Regions from separate parts of the Mus musculus genome. Here all the other regions are linked to region 1. Evidence: chromatin contacts called from public Hi-C and HiChIP or PLAC-seq data. All regions are on one chromosome and are shown on one strand. Each heading gives the region's core, a stretch centred on a gene start, on an enhancer-like site or on the middle of the called end of the contact. The rest is flanking DNA. Distances are from core to core; before and after follow the strand shown. Region 1 has its middle 16 kb from the start of Gm22781. Region 2 has its middle 29 kb from the start of 2210414B05Rik. Region 3 holds the start of Lyn (LYN proto-oncogene, Src family tyrosine kinase).

Region 1 (3,037 bases), core at 261-2,760:
GGGCCCCCACCCCCGTTCACCTTAGTCTAGGCCCACCGAGGCCTCCGTTCAGGCCTCCGTTCATCTAGGTCTGCATGCTCGGCCACGGGCGGGCTTGCGATGGCAGAGTGTTCTTGCTCAGACCCGCTGCCTCAGGCCGCAGAAGCTCCGAAGGCCCAGCTTTGGCCTTCAGGTCTAGCAGGTGGCTGCCTCGAGGGCGAGGGCTCCTGGCGTCTGCAGGGTAGGGACTGAGGCTGCTCCCGGGCCCCTCGGGCTCACCTGGCACGGGCCGAGGCCATGAGGGGCTCGGGGCGAAGAAGGCCACACTCTCGAGCTCGCTGTGCTCTCTTCTGGAACCCTGCACAATCTCCCGTGGGGGCTAGGGGGTTGTCTGCAGTTGTTATTAGGGGAGACGGGCCTTGTAGGGGGGGCCCTCTGGCCGTTTCCCTGGACCACAGTTACTAGGGTGTTCTGTCTTTGTGTAGGGCATTCTCTAGCAAAATGTCCAGGTTGGTTGCATCTATAACAAGTTTTTTCTCCTATATTTAGTTGTAGAGCAGCCCCAATGGCTAGGTTAATAGACTTAGAAACTTGTTGAGAAAACACATCTACCTCATTTCAAAGCTTGATCATACAATTTATATCTAAACTCTTGGTTTTACTTCTCAGGGCAGCCCTAAACTCTGACTTCTAAGTTAAATATTGGCCTCTAGTGAGGACAGACTGAACAACTTTATTCCATTCATTGGGTATCAAGTAGCCTTTCCCTGCTAAACCTTCTAATATAGATACTGTTTGCTGGCAGCTTAGTTTCGCTTTTGTGAGACAGCGATCAGGAGTTTTCTAAAAAATCTTCAGTAAGGGCTAAGAGGCGAGCACCTTCTCCGCCCTCTTCTGCCTGTTTAAGGAGAGCTCTGATGATTCTCCAATTGCTAAAAAGGACTCAGGGACATCCTCTCCTTTATCAAAGCATTAATATCTTTGTCTACTTTATTCTAAGTTAAAGGGTGTATTTCAGAACCATTCAATACCAGCCACGGACATCTCTCGTCCACAAAACAAAAATTTTTTATTAAATCCTTTTTTTTTTTTTTACTCTTATCCCTCTCTCGTTAAGAGAACCCTTCATCTCTTGAATAAAAACTGCCTCTTTGGACAGAACCTTCCCCATGGTTAATGGGATAACAACTGAATGCCTAGGCTTACCTCTCCGATGTCTGTCCACGACACTCAAGCGAAGTGGCAGGGGACTGTCCCACTGTCTCACTGTCTGCACGGTACCTCTTTAATTCGTTGTCCGGAGGGCGGTTGTACCTCGTGCCCCATGTCTGGTGCCACTTGACCCATCCAGCAGGTCCAGTTATTTGAGGGTCTCGAGGGGACCTTCTCCTAAGAACCAAATGGGGGGGGTAGAGAGAGACGAGGGTCTTGTACGAATAACAACACGGAAACGTTCTGAATTGCATCAAGATCCCACTGTATTGAGAAAGGCTCAAGGCTTAAATGCACAAGCAAAAGGGGAAGTACCTTTCAGCAGGAAGGATGAGGCAATAGAATTGCACAAGCAAAAGGAGAAGTACTTATAAGTGGGAGGGGGCAATAGAAATTTTTTCTTTTGGCAGCTACACGGGGAAGCAGGAACTTGGTAGTATCAGGGTGTGGTCAGGACATCGGTGTGTCGGTGGCCTGCTTTTGACCCCCTTGTCTCCTTTGGGGGGGTGGGGGGGAGAGGTCCAATTCAGAGATCAGGACAATAGCGTTGCCTTAATAGCTCCCAACACCTTTCTTTCTTTCTTTCTTTCTTTCTTTCTTTCTTTCTTTCTTTCTTTCTTTCTTTCTTTCTTTCTTCCTTCCTTCCTTCCTTCCTTCCTTCCTTCCTTCCTCCCTCCCTCCCTCCCTCCCTCCCTCCCTCCCTCCCTCCCTCCCTCCTTTCCTCTCTCTCTCTCTCTCTCTCCTTTAATCAAGGTCTCACTATGTATTTTAATCTGGACTCAAACTAACATACTTCCTGTCGCAGCCTGCAGAGCTCTGGGATCTTAAGTGCTTACTTCCTGCAATCTGGCTTCAGTGTGTTTTAATGTTGGATTAGTTTAATATTTCCAGGCAACGATTTCAATTAATGGAGCAAATTACCAGTAGATACATCATCCCTCGGGTAGCATCATTGAAGTTCAGCAGTGATTTGTTTGATTTCGGGAAAGGGTATAAACCCCAAACCTAAAAGAAGCTTTTTTGGAAAGCCAAAATCACCAAAACATTTGAAACAAACAAACAAAAACAAACAAAACATTACAAATCTGATCTTTCCTTGCAAACCACGTCTTTTATTTACTTATTTTTTAATCCTTATTTTATGTGCCTGTTTTGCACGTATATATTGTGCTCCTCGAGATCAGAAGAGGGCTCTGGATCCCATAGAAATGAAGTTATAGATGGTTGTGAGCCACCATGTGGGAGCTGGGATTTGAACTCAGGTACTCTACAAGAGTTATCAGTACTTTTCACTGTGAAGCTAGATCAGACTCCCCCCCCCCCCCTCTGTCTACTCTTTCTCTATTACTGTCTCTTTTCCCCTCTGTATGATGTGTCTATGTGTTCATATGTGTGAATGAAAGTGTCTGCATGTCATAGTGTGTGTGTGTGCATGTGTGTGTGTGTGCGTGTGTGTGTGTGTGTGTGTGTGTGTGTGTGAGAGAGAGAGAGAGAGAGAGAGAGAGAGAGAGAGAGAGAGAGAGAGAGACTGACTGGGGGTGAACAACCTCGTGTATCAGTCCTTGTCTTGCACTTTGCTTGACACAGTTTTTAAAAGGTTCTCCACTGTGCACAACAAGCTAGCTTCAGAGATTCTCCTTTCTTTTCCTACATTTTGCTGCAGGAGTGCTGGGATCGAAGCTCAGGAGATCATGCAGAGTCTTAAAGCAAGAATATACCTCTTACCCAGAAATGATGAGAGCAATATCTTTTTAGTCATAAGAGAGTGAGAAGTGGCATTAAAATTAATAGTAAGAGCTTCCCTAGCTCTGCACTGGTCCTACTGGGGATTGGCAGAGCTAGGGCT
Region 2 (3,037 bases), core at 398-2,897, 190 kb after region 1:
CAGCCCCAAGCCTGGGAACCTTTACTCCACCCCCTCTCTTCTAGCCAGCCCAAGCTGTATCTTTATTAACCAATCAGGGATGACTTAGAAGCAGGGTGAGAGGGGCAAAGTATATATAACAAAAGCTAGTATATATGCTCTACACTGGAGCAACCAGGTCTTGGGGTACTGAATTTATCATTTGAATATAAGCAGTATCAGATCAACCTCCCACATATTTGCAACTGAATACCTGTGGAGTCCAGAGGCACTGAATTCTCTGGAGCTGGAGTTAAGAGGTGTTTGTAAGCTACCTGACACAGGTGCTAGGAACCAAACTCAGGTCCTCTGGAAGAGAGAGGAGAACCTAGTCACTGAGCCATCTCTCTAGCCCTGAAAAGACTGTTCTTGTTTGTTTGTTTGTTTGTTTATGCTGGGGTTTGAAGGCAGGTCTCCCTCCTGCTGAGTCAATGTAGTACAAACCCATACAGCTGGAAAGTTTTAATGCAGTGGTGCTGCTAAGGAGCTGGAAGATGGGTAGGGAACAGCCCCCATAGTTAGGAGGCATGGTAGAAACAGATGGCAGAGTTGAGAGTGACCAAACGATCAGTGTGAACCCAGTGGAGAAAGATGGTTTGTCAGTTGTTTACCAATTAATTATACTGGTAAAATACCAGCAAAAGTGAAAAACCAAGAATTTGGGACTGACAGAGATGGTTCAATGGGTATAGTATTTGATGAGTAAGCATGAAGACCCAATTTGCTCCTTAGCACCCACGTAAAAGCCAGGCTATGACAGTGCTGGCAAGCAGGGAAAGGAGGTCCCAGGTACTCACTGGCTAGCAAGTCATCGTCAGCAAACTCCAGGCTTGCTAAGAGACCTGTGTCAAAAAACGAAGCTGGATGGAATGGGAGAAGATAGCTGTGGCTTGATGTCGGCCTGCACCTTTGCAAACAGGGGTGCACACTTATGCATACACATCCGTGTCCTCCGCCTCCTCGTTCGCACTCACTTACACTTACACATCCGTGCCCCCCACCTCCTCGTGCACACTTACTTACGCATACATATCTGTGTCCCCTACCTCCTCACCTAGAATTTGTTTTGGTCAATCAAGTTGTCTTAGTTACGGTTTCTATTCCTATGAAGAGACAGCATGGCTATGGAAACCCTATAAAGGAAAACATTTACTTGGGATTGGCTTACAGCTCAGAGGTTTTAGTCTATTATCAGGGAGAGAAGCATGGTGGCATGTAGGCAGACACAGTGCTGGAGAAGGAGCTGAGAGTTCTGTATCTTGATCTGTAGGCAACAGAAAGAGACTGTGACACACTGGCCAGACTTGAACTTCTGAGACCTCAAGGTCCACCCCTATAGTGACACACTTCCTCAAACAAGGCCACATCTCCTAATAGTGCCTCTCCTTATGAGGCTTTGGGGGCCTATTTTATTCAAGCCACGTAACTGGTATGGTATTGGTTTTCTGTTGCTGTGTAACGATGATTTCAAACTCCGCAGGTTAAATCATCTGTCTCCATTTAAGGACCAGGCCTGATTTCCTAAAAGGCCGTAAGGCACCAGCTTCAGGATCAGACCATAACACCCAGAACAAGATCATAAAATGCCTCCTCAAAGAACAGCCTGGGGATAACCACAAAAATGGGGAACTATCTCAGAATGCGCCATCTGTGCTGGGCAGCCCTATTTCATCACATGGTTGAACATTCATGACATAGGAATGCAGACTACCGATCACCCGTGACCTCCTAGCATCTACCAATGACATTTTCAATTACCTAATCCTTCTAGAGAGTCCTCCCCTGCCCCCATTCCCTATAAGAAGGCCTGTGTGCCTTTGTCTGGGGTCACCATTTCAGAGAATGGCTGACCCCCGCATGCTGGTTGTTTCTGCAGGATAAACACTATTTGTTTTTGCCTACTTGGTCTTCCTTCAGTGATAGGACCCTTACATAAGTTTGAGTCCAGTCCAGAACACCTACATAGTGAAATGTTGTCTCAAAATAACAACAAGGAGCCCTGAAGAAACCATAAGAGCAAAAGAACAACAAGAAATCTTGAAAGCTTTTTGAAAAAGTTCAGTTCTGGAGAGATGAACGACGACTGTGCCAAACTCGTTTACTTTTTCTCCAAGGTGAGAGCATGGGGCCACTCCAAGAAAGAACATATTTTCTAGTATTGGTATCCATGTTTGTGCAGTGAGGTACAGAGACCAACAGTCTGCCACAAGGGCTGCAGTACTGGACTAGAACTCGGAGGAACCTCTTCAACTCCTTTGGCTGTCTTAGGTAGGCGCTCAAGGTTGAACAAGATGTCCACAGGACAATTCAGATGTACTGGCTCTAGAGAGATGGGGCAGACATCAATCATACTCCATTTAACCATGAAGATGTATCCAGTCCCTTAAAAAGAGCTGATAGTGCCATATGTACCATAGTATAAGGCAGATTCTTAGGAGCTGTTCACATTGTAAACAGATGTGCTTCCATGGTCTCAATGGTCACAAAACAAAAACAAAATGTCCATACACTGATATACCGACTGGATATTATATGCTTGGCCAGTCTTCCTCAGAGAATCATTTGGCTTTCAAAATTGCCTTATATATGTTGAATATCTTCAGATATATGCATCCATTTCACTTTAAATATTTCTTTAGGGTAGACTTTCTGGAGTTAGACACAAGGTGAGTGATTCAGACAAGATCAAGGGCAAAGGCCAAGTAGACAGGATTATGTAGATCAAGTCAGTGACCAAAGGAGCAATAGAAATTGACGGGGGGGAACTCAACTCAAACCACGCACCAGAAGCGCAGGGTATTGCTCAGCTGCCTGGGCTTCAGGCCAGTGCTGGAGGCGAGCTGTCCACAGGTCTCCATTCTATTTGTTTACTGCTTTGCTTAACAAATGACACAGGATGAACTGATAACAGGATAGCCCATGACCAAAGAAAACTGTTTCTACTTCAACAGGCCAGTCCTGGAGGTGACAATTCTTACACTGTTCATCGTGAGTTACAAACTGACATTTGAAGGTTGTT
Region 3 (3,037 bases), core at 274-2,773, 130 kb after region 1:
TTAGGTCTTAAGATCTCTTGAACTGGGGGAATCCCAGGAACCTCTGAGGCAGCACAGCACACGTTTCAGGTGTTTTATTAGATAGATTTTCAAGTCAGCTAGCTCACTCAGACATGTGGTCTCGGGTTTAAAAATCGCCAAACTGCCAACCACCAAAGGCCTCCGATTTTATAGATGATCAGTTGTACCAAGTAACTTTCATATAACATTATATTCATATAATGTTCAAGGACCTTCAGTGTACTAAACCTATGAAGTAGGTTCATAGTCAATCAGGCGGAAACCCAAACCGGGAACTTCAATAATTCGCAGTCACTGAGAGAATGCAGGGCCTAGATTCCCACCTGGATTCTGAACAGCAAAGAAGTTGGGCGGATTAGCATAATTAACAAAAACACCGGTACTCCAATAAATAAAGAGACAACCACAAGCACCCCAAGTAGCGGGGACTATTGGGAAAAAAAACAAAAAACAAAAAACACTACACCAACAGCATAGGGAAGTCACTATAGTCAGCCAAGATAAGGCAGGCAAGTGGGAACTGTCGCACACACCCTTCCCCCATTCAGAAGGAAAGGCATCCCTGAATTCTTAAAATAACTCTAGCTTCCTCTTGGCCAAGGCGTTGGACTACTCCTCTGCGGGCTGACAGAAGTCGAGCTACGCGGGAGGTCAAGCTACAGCCTCTGTGGCAGCCGTTCGACGTCACCACCTTGCCTCGAGTCAACAGGGACCTCAGCTGTCAGCCAACCTTAGAGAGGGGCTGGGTTCAAACCCCCCTTCTCATCCCTGGGGACTCAAGGTCCGATCTGGACACTAAATACTGGATCCCAGATGACTCCCTCTGGAATCCCCACCGCGCTCCCTTTCGGAGTGGACTCAGGCCACTTCTCTCTGCCAGGCAAGAGAAGCTGGAGAGGGGCATGGGAGAGACTTGACGCCAAGGACCCAGGGGCGCCCACCCTGTGCGCACTGCCCACCACGCCTCCGCGCCGCTCCGCTGCGGACACCTGCGGAGTCGCCGCCCCCGCGTCCCCGCTCGATCGCCCCGGCGAGTCACAGTCTCCCAAGGCTGAAGGAGTCTAGATGCTCTCGCCACCCGGGGCCAGCGCGAGCGCCACCAAGAAGCAGTGCGCGACCTCTGCTGCGGGCGCCGTGGCTGCACCGAAACCCGGAGTCCCAAGCCAAGAAAGCGACCTGTGATCCGGTCTCTGACCCAGCCCCGGTCCCTGCCCGGTCCACCCTACGCACCCACCCTGCGCTCAAGCCCCGGACTTACTCGCTCGTGGTGGAAGTTTCGGGGCGGCGGAACTCCACGGTGACTTCGGTTAAAAGCTGTTCACGCGACGGGATAGCCCTGCGGGGCCCGCCTGGGAAGCAGCTGCGGGCCGGTGTCTTAGGACGCGTGACCGGGACTTGCGGGCACACTGCTCGGGGAACAGTGCCCGGCCTGCAGCAACCTATTAGCTGCAGAACGTTGGCCGGGAGGCGCCCAGGCCCGGCTCGGTGGGAGAGGAACTGGCTGTCGCTGGGCTCGGCCGAGAGGTCCCAGCTACTTCCTGGTGCTCGAATTTGCATACTGTGCTGGGAGGGCGGGGAAGTGACCGTTTGGTTCCTGTCCAAGGTTTGGTATTTGGTGTAGCCATCGCTCAGGGTTTTACAAGCAAACAGACTTTGGAGACCCAGACCGCAAGTTGGGAGAGTGGCGGTAGCCTCGGAAACAACATTCTCCCCAGGGCTGCGTGGAAGATCTAGGGGTTCTCGAGGGTCGTGGAAAACGTTCACCTTACTTCACTGTTCCTTAGGACCCAACTCCTCAATGCACTGTGTCTTGGGAGCAGAAGCAGCACTCTCTGTGTGTGTTTGGAGCTTCCAGAGAGAAAAAAACCGGTATCAGCGAGTAGATGTTTGGAGGGTATGGCGAGGGGGAATCTTTGCTTTAACAATCAAAACATCAAATTCCTTAAAGGTGTACAAGGAGTGCTGAAGATATTCACTGGAATGAGGAGTGGGAACTCGCTATGGAGTTAAAGGGCATGCCAATAGCTGAAAGCTTCCAGGAAAATGGAGCTAAGACTACTTATCAAGAACTGTCCTCTGTAGCAGGCTCGCATTGATTAGCATGTGGTCCTGGTAACATTACTGCATTCCTAACAAATGCTGTGTCCTTGTGTTCCTATGTGTACACAGTACTTGGCATACTGTAGGTACATAACCAGTGTGTGTTGTAAGATTGCTTGTTCAAACCAAATTTTGACTTGATAAATGCCCCTTACTGAACCAAGATATGCAATTAGCCTCAGTCACTATGATACCCACTTATGCTAATCTGACTTCTGTTTTCTGGGATTCCCTAATTGCAGTTCAACAGGTCAGAACAGGTACCTTGTAACAAAGTCCAGTACAGCTGTCATTTGTTACTAATGAAGGAAGACTAACATTTGTGAGCACACTGATTCACCAGTTTTGTTGTTTTTCTTTTCTTTTTTTCAGACAGGGTTTCTCGTTGTAACCCTGGGTGTTCTAGAACTCACCCTGCAGATTATGCTGGGCTTGAAACCAGCAATCTGCTTCCCAAGTGCTGGAATTAAAGGTGTGCACCAGCATTTCCTGGCCCCTCCATTTTTCAGTCAACCAGGGACTATGAAGATGGTGCCAGAGATTATAATGGAGCTGAAAAATCTGTATCACTTAGTGGTGTCGTAGCTGTCATAGCTCTTTCAGTGTGACAGTGCAAGACAGATCTACAGCGTTTGTGATGATGCTGATACCAACAAGTCCTCTCTACCGTTGTGGACCATGACTCCTGATTGCATCAAAAAGGACATAAAGTGAGTGACCTGGAGCACATAGGTTTAAGTGAGTGTACGATGTCTACCAGAAGACGAAATCACCAAAGAGCATGCTTCTTAGAGTGCCCCCATCACTAAGCCACAGGAATAACTCCTCAAACAAAAACAGTAGGAAGGTGGTTATTCCTATAATGAACAGTGCTACTGTCACTGTCCTGCTGAAGAGTAGCCAGTGTGTTAGCCTG

The links. Hi-C and Micro-C count contacts between places; a contact is called where the count stands out from the background. HiChIP or PLAC-seq counts read pairs in DNA pulled down with a chosen protein or histone mark.
Region 2: a Hi-C map of bone marrow-derived macrophages shows a contact between it and region 1, with 32 read pairs. The contact joins two enhancer-like sites. A contact is called at or near these places in 5 of 39 promoter capture datasets (the C10 cell line, cranial neural crest, hippocampal neurons and 1 more), 51 of 484 Hi-C or Micro-C datasets (the AML12 cell line, B cells, the C2C12 cell line and 37 more) and 4 of 115 datasets of contacts at active chromatin or transcription factors (embryonic stem cells and microglia).
Region 3: an H3K4me3 HiChIP or PLAC-seq map of bone marrow-derived macrophages shows a contact between it and region 1, with 5 times the contacts expected there. The contact joins the promoter of Lyn here to the enhancer-like site in region 1. A contact is called at or near these places in 5 of 39 promoter capture datasets (embryonic stem cells, hematopoietic stem and progenitor cells, liver and 1 more), 1 of 484 Hi-C or Micro-C datasets (embryonic stem cells), 6 of 115 datasets of contacts at active chromatin or transcription factors (the 230-238 cell line, the HPC-7 cell line, bone marrow-derived macrophages and 3 more) and 2 of 9 other capture datasets (adipose tissue and liver).

The regions. Positions count from the first base shown.
Region 1 is chr4:3,811,159-3,814,195 of GRCm38.p6, reverse strand. No RefSeq gene overlaps it. Among named protein-coding and RNA genes, the nearest start is that of Gm22781, 16 kb to the right of the region's middle. Within about 2 kb of position 1,510, at least 14 of the 459 cell types and tissues checked have an H3K27ac peak or open chromatin away from gene starts, as enhancers often do. A contact at or near this core is called in bone marrow-derived macrophages and granulocyte-monocyte progenitors, where this site is marked.
Region 2 is chr4:3,625,506-3,628,542 of GRCm38.p6, reverse strand. No RefSeq gene overlaps it. Among named protein-coding and RNA genes, the nearest start is that of 2210414B05Rik, 29 kb to the left of the region's middle. Within about 2 kb of position 1,647, at least 100 of the 459 cell types and tissues checked have an H3K27ac peak or open chromatin away from gene starts, as enhancers often do. A contact at or near this core is called in bone marrow-derived macrophages and granulocyte-monocyte progenitors, where this site is marked.
Region 3 is chr4:3,676,607-3,679,643 of GRCm38.p6, reverse strand. It overlaps Lyn (LYN proto-oncogene, Src family tyrosine kinase), which reads right to left and starts at 1,523. Exons shown (of 13, transcript NM_001111096.1): 1 at 1,280-1,523. It overlaps Gm42250 (a long non-coding RNA gene), which reads left to right and starts at 1,536. Exons shown (of 5, transcript XR_881076.3): 1 at 1,536-2,831.